Linked DNA regions of Sus scrofa: region 1 is linked to region 2. A link is a contact called in public HiChIP or PLAC-seq data. All regions are on one chromosome and are shown on one strand. The core of a region is the stretch at or near the end of the contact, and the rest is flanking DNA. Distances in the headings are between cores, read along the strand shown. Region 1 holds the start of KIF3C (kinesin-like protein KIF3C). Region 2 holds the start of HADHB (hydroxyacyl-CoA dehydrogenase/3-ketoacyl-CoA thiolase/enoyl-CoA hydratase (trifunctional protein), beta subunit).

The links. HiChIP or PLAC-seq counts read pairs in DNA pulled down with a chosen protein or histone mark.
Region 1: an H3K27ac HiChIP or PLAC-seq map of alveolar macrophages shows a contact between it and region 2. The contact joins the promoter of KIF3C here to the promoter of HADHB in region 2. A contact is called at or near these places in 2 of 2 datasets of contacts at active chromatin or transcription factors (alveolar macrophages and skeletal muscle).

Annotation. Positions count from the first base shown.
Region 1 is chr3:112,961,530-112,966,021 of Sscrofa11.1, reverse strand. It overlaps KIF3C (kinesin-like protein KIF3C), which reads right to left and starts at 2,598. Exons shown (of 11, transcript XM_021087735.1): 1 at 2,314-2,598. LOC106509872 (a long non-coding RNA gene) reads right to left here. Exons shown (of 4, transcript XR_001307824.2): 4 at 3,260-4,198.
Region 2 is chr3:112,751,116-112,755,711 of Sscrofa11.1, reverse strand. It overlaps HADHB (hydroxyacyl-CoA dehydrogenase/3-ketoacyl-CoA thiolase/enoyl-CoA hydratase (trifunctional protein), beta subunit), which reads left to right and starts at 2,591. Exons shown (of 16, transcript NM_001348972.1): 1 at 2,591-2,719. It overlaps HADHA (hydroxyacyl-CoA dehydrogenase/3-ketoacyl-CoA thiolase/enoyl-CoA hydratase (trifunctional protein), alpha subunit), which reads right to left and starts at 2,369. Exons shown (of 20, transcript NM_213962.2): 1 at 2,248-2,369. The coding sequence starts at 2,314.

The DNA.
Region 1 (4,492 bases), core at 1,349-3,848, 210 kb before region 2:
TAAAATACATACTCGGAAAGTCGCATTACATAAATATACCACTTAAAGAATTAGCCTAGGAAGTTCCTGTTGTGGCTTAGCAGTAACAAATAGTGTCCAAGAGGATGAGAGTTCCATCCCTGGCCTCACTCAGTGGGTTAAAGATCTGGCCTAGAGCTGTGGTATAGGTGGAAGAAGCAGATCAGATTCCATGCTGCTGTGGCTGTGACTGTGGCTGGCAGCTACAGTTCCAGTTCAGCCCATAGCCTGGGAACTTCAATATGCTTCAGTCTTGGCCCTAAAAAAAAAAAAAAAAAAAAAAAAAAAAGGCAATAACAACAAAAAGAATTAGCCTAAAACCACATCTGAGTACCCGCCACCCAAGGTCAAAAATAGAATATTTCCAGCATCCCAGAGACTCTGCAGGACCCTCTGTGGTCACAATCCCTTCCTTCCTCTCTAAGGGAACCTCTCTCCTGGCTTTCATGGTAATCACTTGTTTCTTTTACCATCTAAAGATTATTATTTTATTTTGTCCATTTTTGAGCTTTTCACAAACTCATACAGTGTGTATTTTTTCGTGTCTGACTTTTTTCCGGTCTCTTTTATCTGAGAGAGCCATCCAAAATACTGTGTCAGGCTGTTGTTCATCCATTACTACAGTGTAATATGTCACTGTGTGAATGTACCACCTGTCATTTTTTCTTGATGGACGTGTGGGTTGTATCCAGTTTGGGGGTTTTTTTTGTTTTTTTGTTTTTTTTTTTTTGTCTTTTTAGGGCTGTACCCACAGCATAAGGAGGTTCCTAGGCTAGGGGTCGTTATCTGAGCTATAGCTGCTGGCCTACACCACAGCCACAGCAACTCAGGATCCAAGCCATGTCTGCAACCTACACCACAGCTCACAGCAACGCAGGATCCTTAATCCACTGACAGAGGCCAGGGATGGAACTCGCATCCTCATGGATACTAGTTGCGTTTGTTACTGCTGAGCCACAATGGGAACTCCAGTTTGGGGTTTTTATAAGGTATGTCACTATGAACATTCTTGTTCATACCGCCTATGCCCACTAGCCACATTTCCGTTGCCCATATACCCGGGGGTGTGATTGCCAGGTCATAGGGAATGCAAATTTTCAACATCAGTTAAAAATGTCTAAGAGTGTTCCAAAGTGGGAATAACAAGATGCACTGCCAGCAGTGTATGACAGTTCCAGGACCAGCTCAGGTCAGAACAAACACTTAATATTGGCATTCTTACTTTTAGATATTTGGTATCTCATTATAAGATTTTTTGCTTTTGTTTTTGCGACATCCGTGGCATGTAGAAGTTCCCAGGCCGGGGATCGAACCCTTGACCCAAGCCGCTGGAGTAACAACACCGGATCCTTAACCTGTTGTGCAACAAGCGAACTCCTCACCGAGGTTTTAACTTGGACTTTCCTGACAACAAATACAATTGAGCAACTTTTACGTTAGGACACGACCTTTCTGCGTCTTCTTTTGTGAATTGCCCCTTCAAGTCTCTTGGTCACTTTTCTACTGCATTGCCTGTCTTTTCCTTGCTGCTTTTTAAGAGTTTTTTTTTTTTAGTTCTTTTGTATTTTGGCTTTGAGCCTTTTGCTGCTTATATGCGATGCAAGCATTTTCACTGTGGTTTGACATTTCATTCTGCTCGTGGTACCTTTTCATAACCCAATTCCTTAATGGTCCTATAGACACATTTATCCGTCTTTTTCTGTGACTAGCACTTGTTATGTTTTGCTTAAAAATCTTTCTTCTACCCCAAGGTCATAAAGACACTCTATATTACTTTCTAGAAGCTATATTGTTGTGAACAGGTACTTACATTTATGATTTATTTATTTATATTTTTTTAATTTTTAATTTTTTTGGTCTTTTTGCCATTTCTTGGGCCGCTCCAGCGGCATATGGAGGTTCCCAGGCTAGGGGTCGAATCGGAGCTGTAGCCTCCGGCCTATGCCAGAGCCACAGCAACGCGGGATCCGAGCCGCGTCTGCAACCTACACCACAGCTCACAGCAAAGCTGGATCCTTAACCCACCGAGCAAGGGCAGGGACCGAACCCGCAACCTCATGGTTCCTAGTCGGATTCGTTAACCACTGCACCACGACGGGAACTCCTATGATTTATTTTCTATCACACCCCCTATTGCACAGTTAGGCTGTCTCTGTTTTTTGTTTTTTGGGGTTTTTTTTTAACTATTATAAATGTCATGGGAACAATTCCCATCACTCTTCTCAGCCTCATTCAGCCCCTCTGGGACTCAGGGAAGGGAAGTGGAGGTCGTGGTGGGACCGAGGTATTGCTGACCTGGCGTGCTCTCACTGCCGCCTTGCTCTCTCTTCAACTCCAGATCGTCTCTGCCGCCCCGGGCCTTCTCTCTGGAATGCTTGTCATCATTATGGATGGACGAGAGTGGAGGTTCCTACAGCAGAAATTCAGGAGACCTGAGTTGAAGCCAAACTCGGGCCACCGAGGCTTTGACCTTGACAGCAAACGCGCCCCAATCTCTCGGCCTTGTCTGGCTCGTGTGTGGAGTGGGGCGCAGCGGCCCACATCTCCAGACAGCCGGTCTGGTGCCCTTTCCCCTGACTCCACCACCACCAATCAGCAGTCAGACCCAGGGCCTGGCTTGTGCATCCTGGAATGTTGCAGAGGCGGTTTCCTGGTGTGATTCACTAACTGCAAGTCTGACCGGAGACCGACTTAGAGGAGGGGGAGGCGGGTGTCCTCAGCCTGGAGGCTTCCTCAGAGCCTCCCAGCCCCCAGAGATCTGGACTTTCGGAGTTCATTTCGTCTCTTAACTGGGCGCCCCCCACCCCCACCCCCGGCCTGCGCCCCCGCCCCCTCCTTGAGAGGGTGCTCGCCCCGCCCATCCGCTGCGCTGTTCTTTTCCCATGGGCTGCTGTCCCTGCAGCTGTGAGCAGCTCCAGGTCAGGGAGCAGGCCTGTGTTTCTGTGCTTGCGCTGCCCCAGCGGCTGGATGGCGTGGAGGGAGCCATCCCATGTCATCTGAGCAGCGCAAGGCACTGGCACACTTTGTAGCCAGACTCAGCCCTGGAGGCCCAGCTCTGGCCTGACTCTTGGCTGACCACTGTCACAGAGGAGGGACAAAGGAACCTGGGCAACCTCCTGTGGGCCTGGGTGCGTAGATTTTCCAAACCCAAGCTTCTCTCGCTGTCAAAAGCTCAAGTGTACCCTGAAATAGCGCCACCCAGAGCCCATGCTAACTCCCATGAGGAAGTTAATCCCCTAAGAAGACCCTGCCTGTACCCTCTGAGAGGTTTAGAATCTAAAAGAACAACAGCTGGTACATGCTGGGGGCAGAGCGGCTCCAGCAGCTGGGAGCAGGCCCCAGGCTGCAGTCAGGAAACCTGAGCTCAGGCCTGGCTCTGCCACCACGCGCCCCGTGATACTGGGCCTTCTGGTGACTTCACCCTTCGGAGCCTGTGTCCTTATATGCCCAGCAAGGGGTAGCCCTGCCTGGCCACTGCACCGAGATGTGGCACCACAAATAACAATATACATGTAAAAGTGCTTTGAAAGGCATCAAGTGTTATAATGACATAAAGGATTATTAGAAAGAAAAGCACTGAGAGATGAAGGAGGCGGGCTTCTGACACTTCTCAAGGTAGTTTACTCAGTAGTAGGAGCAATCCCTTACTTGTTCAGCACTGGATAATTCACAAAGGTTTCTAGGCTCTTTATCTCACCTGAGCCTCCCAGTAAGGCAGGCAGGACAGGGCGCATTCTCCCCATTCACTGCCCAGGCCAAGAACAGGAGGCTTAGACGGTCATTTTCCCATGGTCCTAGAGTCACAGACCGGGGACCAAACCCCGCTTCGTGCAGTGCTCTATGCTCCTTACGAAGAGCCCATTATGGTACCCCCCACCCCCTCCCCCTGATTCAGTTGCTGCAACCCCATGGGGCAATTTCCCACAGGGCTGTGTGAACACATCCTAGCAGGCCCCAGAAACCTCCTATAACTGGAAGGGGTGGGGAGAGACGGGGAGAGGTGTGAAGGGGGGAGTGATTATCCAACGAGCAATGGGAAGTTATTCAAAGGTTTTACGTTCAGGGCTGGGCTTTTAAAAAACAATGCTTTCTTCTCCACCTCCTCCTTCTACTCCTCTTCTCTTTCCCCCATCTTCTTCCTCCTTTTCTTCTATATTGTTCATTTACTTTATATAATTCCCTAGGAAGAGAAAGAAAGGAAAATTCTGAGCCCTTCCATCACCTGGGCCCTTGGGTGGTCAGCCAGCTGGAGCCCTGACGGGCTGGCTCCTTGGATTTATAGGATGCCGGCATCTGGCCCAGAACTCAGGGTCTGGCTCAGAGACTCCCTGCTTCACGGGACAGTTCTGGGAGCTTCATGCTCCAGGAGGAAGGCCAGGATTCAGCGAAGGAGTATGATGTAGCGGTCTTGTGCCCAGGCTGCTGGCCTCCCCAAAGGCTGCAACCGGTCCCCTGGTCCCTCCCTGGCCCTCTG
Region 2 (4,596 bases), core at 1,342-3,841:
TTTTGGTCTTTTTGCTATTTCTTTGGGCCGCTTCCGTGGCATGTGGAGGTTCCCAGGCTAGGGGTCTAATCGGAGCTGTAGCCACCGGCCTACGCCAGAGCCACAGCAACGCAGGATCCGAGCCGCGTCTGCAACCTACACCACAGCTCACAGCAACGCCGGATCGTTAACCCACTGAGCAAGGGCAGGGACCGAACCTGCAACCTCATGTTTCCTAGTCGGATTCGTTAACCACTTCGCCACGACGGGAACTCCCAGTGGTAGCATTCTTGAGGACACAGGTTTGATCCCTGGCCTCGCTCAGTGGGTTACGGATCAAGCGTTGCTGTGAGCTGTGGTGTAGTTTGCAGACACGGCTCAGATATGGCATTTCTGTGGCTGTGGTGCAGGCGGGCAGCTACAGCTCTGATTCAGCCCCTAGCCTGGGAATTTCTGGATCCTTAACCCACTGAACGAGGCCAGGGATTGAAACCGAATCCTCATGGATACTAGTGTCCACTGAGTCACAACTGGAACTCCCTGGACTTTTTTCAAAAATCTATAAATTGCTACTAAAAGAGGCAATAACTATAATAAGCCATATTTTCTTTATTGGGGAAAGACCAATGCAAAATATATACACATGTGTATGTATATATACTTCTACACAAAAAAAATATAGAAGAACCAAGCTTGTAACTTTTTACTACACATGTAAAACAAACATTACTTTAAAAATTATCAGATATACATAAATCACAGTTCTTCAGGGCAAAAAAGTGTTAATAATAGCTAATGCTTATTAACATTAATAATAGCACTTACTTCATAGAAAAGCTGTTTTACACTTAAAACAATTCTTTTAAAGCTCAAAAGGTGGTATTATTCCTCATTTCACAAAGGAGAAAACAGAAATATACATTAATTGTCCAAGGTCATCAGGGGTAAGGTCACCAGAGAGGGTAAAAGACAAAGCCAGATTCAAACCCACAAGTCAAACTCCAAATTTAATGCTTTTAACTGAATTACCTTAAGAGCAATGGATGGGAAAGTTCAAAAATATATATTTGATATTTTTAAAATGTTAAATCAAAAATGTGGAAAACAGACAAATCAAACTGTCAGGTAACATGACCAAATGCTAACAGTAGGTATGTGAGTAGTAAGAGAATGGGTGATTCTTTTTCCTTAATCCCTTTCCCCACTCTTAACATTTCACCTTCTTGTAATATTATGAGTGGGAGTCACACACACACACACACACACACACAGAGTCCTGTGGAGCCTAAAAACAGTGGTTGAAATAAGAAAGCAGAAAAGAGTCAATCATTTAATCAATCCCTTACAGTAAAGGGAGATTCCAGGCACTAAAACAGCATACAGTACTACCCTAGTGGTTCAGAAGGAGGAAGGCATATTATAAATGAAATTACTAGTTAAGTAAGCAGAGTTAAATACAACATGCAATAAAAAAAATCACATTTCACCTTAAAGATTTGAGGTGGAAGGAAAATGCTTGATTTTCCACAATCATCCACTTTAATTCTTTCTCTTGCCAGTTTGAAGAGAAAAAGACAATATAGCTAATGAAAGCTACCTGGGTATTGTTAGAAACTAGGGTAGAAATAGTTGTTAAAATTATCTAACATTTTGTTCCTTAAGTATCTTCATGTTTAAAAAAAAAAAAAAGTTTTCTCCTTGCAAGTTGCAGGACCTCCCCTGAGAAAGTCAACGCATTATACTGGGTTCCTACTGGGATTATGGAACTGCAACAGGTGAGTTTCCTATTAAAGTGTGGTAATAGGTACAAAAAAAGGTTTTGAGGGAAAGGGTGTGGAAGTGGCAGTAATTTGAAAGGCTGGTTAATTTCATACAAGAAGGTTTTAAGATACCTCCTTTTACAGGCAAGGTGCTGTGGAGCCACAAAGATGTGACAGACTAGGCTGTCCTAGTCGTCCTGGACCTCTCCATCTAGTAGGGACAGGTTCAAGGCCATCATGAAGGGAAATACGGGGAGACCTGCGGAAGATGCCAGACCCAGTGGATGGAACTCAGAAACGTCAGCGGTTACGGAGTCTGAAATCGCCGCAGGACTTGAGAGAAAATATCAGTCCCTGCGCCAGTAAACAACAAGACACTGGGTCCCACAGCAGCAACCCTCTCCCTCATCCAACGCTGGCTTCCTGAGCCAGGAGATGCAGGCAGCGCTGCGGCGATAAAGTCCAGGTCTCTGGCCAGGACCGTAGGTTGCCCTCAAGCAGGCCTCACCTGGGCAGCGGAGCGTCTGGGAGGCAGTGAAGCGACGGAGGCTGCCTATTGCCCGGGAGGCGACCATCTTGAGCAGGAGAGGACGAAACTGGAAAGTTGCTGGAGCTGGTGGCAGCCAGAGGACTTTTCTTCCCGCCGGCTGCCCCTGGCCAGGCGTCCGACGTACTGCCTGACTGAAACCCCGGTGACGAATTGCCGCTGGCCCCTTAACCTTGCCCTTGGCTTCCGGCTAACGGGACGAAAAGGACACTTTCTCCGCCGGAAGGAAGAAGACCCTGGGAGGAGGGGGCAGAGTTACATTTTTTTCAGTCAGGCAGCCGGAGGGCAGCCCGGGAGGCCGGCGTGGCTCGCGGAGCCAGCGGGCCGGGTGAGGGGTCCTTCCTAGGCAGGACCTGTCTTTTGGTCCCCGACGGGTCCTGTCACTTGAGTCCGAAGCTTTCCCGAAGCAGGTGCCTGAGCGACGCGAACTAAGGTGAGAAGGAGCGTGCGCTCGGCTCTCCGCCTGGCCTTGCCCCCCGGCTCCGTCCGCGCTTCCTTTCCCACCTTCTACCCCAGGGCCCGCGGCCGCCTCCTCCATGGGGGAGTGGAGTTCGAGGGGACGGAAGGAAGCGTCTCAGTGGAGTCTCCCGTACCGGTGCAGTTTCGTCAGTAATTTGGCTTCGCGTTGTCGTAGCTCTGAGCAGCGGTGTCCCCTGGCTCGTTTAATTTGTCATCACAAGTTAACAAACTGTTGATTTGTGTGCGTGTTAGTTTAAAACGCTGGCCCGTGTTCCACTGTTGTTTCATGCGCTTTGCCTGTAGTCAGGTCGACTACAGAGATTCGGCTGGAGCCAGAGGATACCTCTTTTATGCTGCTGGGAGTGGGACTCTGTCTCATGGCTTTTGGGGACTCAAGTTGGGAGGAGCTGAGACATTGCCGTGCCCTGCTCTGAGATCCAGTGCTCAAGATTATTTTCTCATCCAGAAGGGACCTGAAGATCATCTAGTCATTTATCCCCTTCACTCTATCGGTGAAGCCCATGAATCAGAGTGGCTACAGTTGGTAGAAATAGGACTAGAGCCTACATTTACTAACTTCTAGTCAAGAACTCTGCAGTGCATGATTGCTGTTTTTGTGCTGGAAAAATAGTCTGGAGTCCTGGAATCCGGCGATTGATTCCAAAAAAGGGGACCTCGTAGGCCCTTTCGCTGCCATCTCATTGAATCTTCATATCCCAAAATTGTAGTTTGCATTTTGTAAGTGGAGTTTAGGGGCTCAGAGATTATGTCAACTTTCTGGTAGCTGGCAAAGCCAAGAATGAGACATAAATTTGAGTCTCACCGCTCACCAGATTGACTGTTCAAGAGGCAGAGAAGAGGCCGGGGGAAATGGCAAGGAAGTTGAGACTGAAATGAGGAGTATGGAAAGAAAGAAGAAAAGGTTTCTGTTTAAAGCTCAAGTCATATAGTGAGTCCTCCATCACTGTGATCATGTTAAGCAGAAACTGGATGACCAGTGATCTCTTAATTAGTAAAAGGAATTCTTGATGACCTCCCAAAGCCCTCCAACTCATAAGGCTTTTACAGTTCAAAGCTGCCTCCTCCCTCATAATGCTCTTGCGGCCTCTAATTTAGTGTAGCATTTATTGTTTAGATCAGCAGTGGCAAACTTTTTTCTGTAAAGGGCCAGAGAGTAAATAGTTTAGGCTTTACAATCCACATCCATCTCTGTCATATATTCTTTCATTTGTTTTGCTCGCCAACTCTTTAAAATTGTAGAAACGGTTATTAGCTAGAGGCCCTGGGGTTGTAGTTTGCCAGCGCCTGATTTAGATCACTCTTTTGGCTCTTGAATTTTGGTTCCCTGTATTCTCAACAAGAGCCTAAGCTCCATCAAGGGCAGAAACAGCTCCTTCTCACTGTGGTTTACAGAAAGAGGAACTCAGTGTGTTTATACCATCGCCCACTAATGTTAATAGCAAACGCGTGTATAACCCGTACTGTGCATCAGGCACTGTACCGAGTGCTTTATGTATTTATTGATTTAGTTATTCTTCATGACAACCCTATGAGTTGTAGGCACTTTAATTATCTACAGTTTATAGGTGTATCTTACCGATGAATTATCTACATTTTACTCTTAAAACCGAGAAAGAAAATGGCCTTTGGAGGTCATCAAGAATCCTTTTTGCAAGTTGAGTTACTTGTTTAAGGTCATAACAACTAGGGTAGAGCCAGGATTTGGATTAGATGGTCTGCCTTTAGTGTGTGTGCTCTTAAGGACATGGTAGATTGTGTCTTAATGAGCTGTTAGAGCCAGTCCATCTTGCTTTCATTACTTGTTTACCTCATGGATCTTTCCATAGTTTC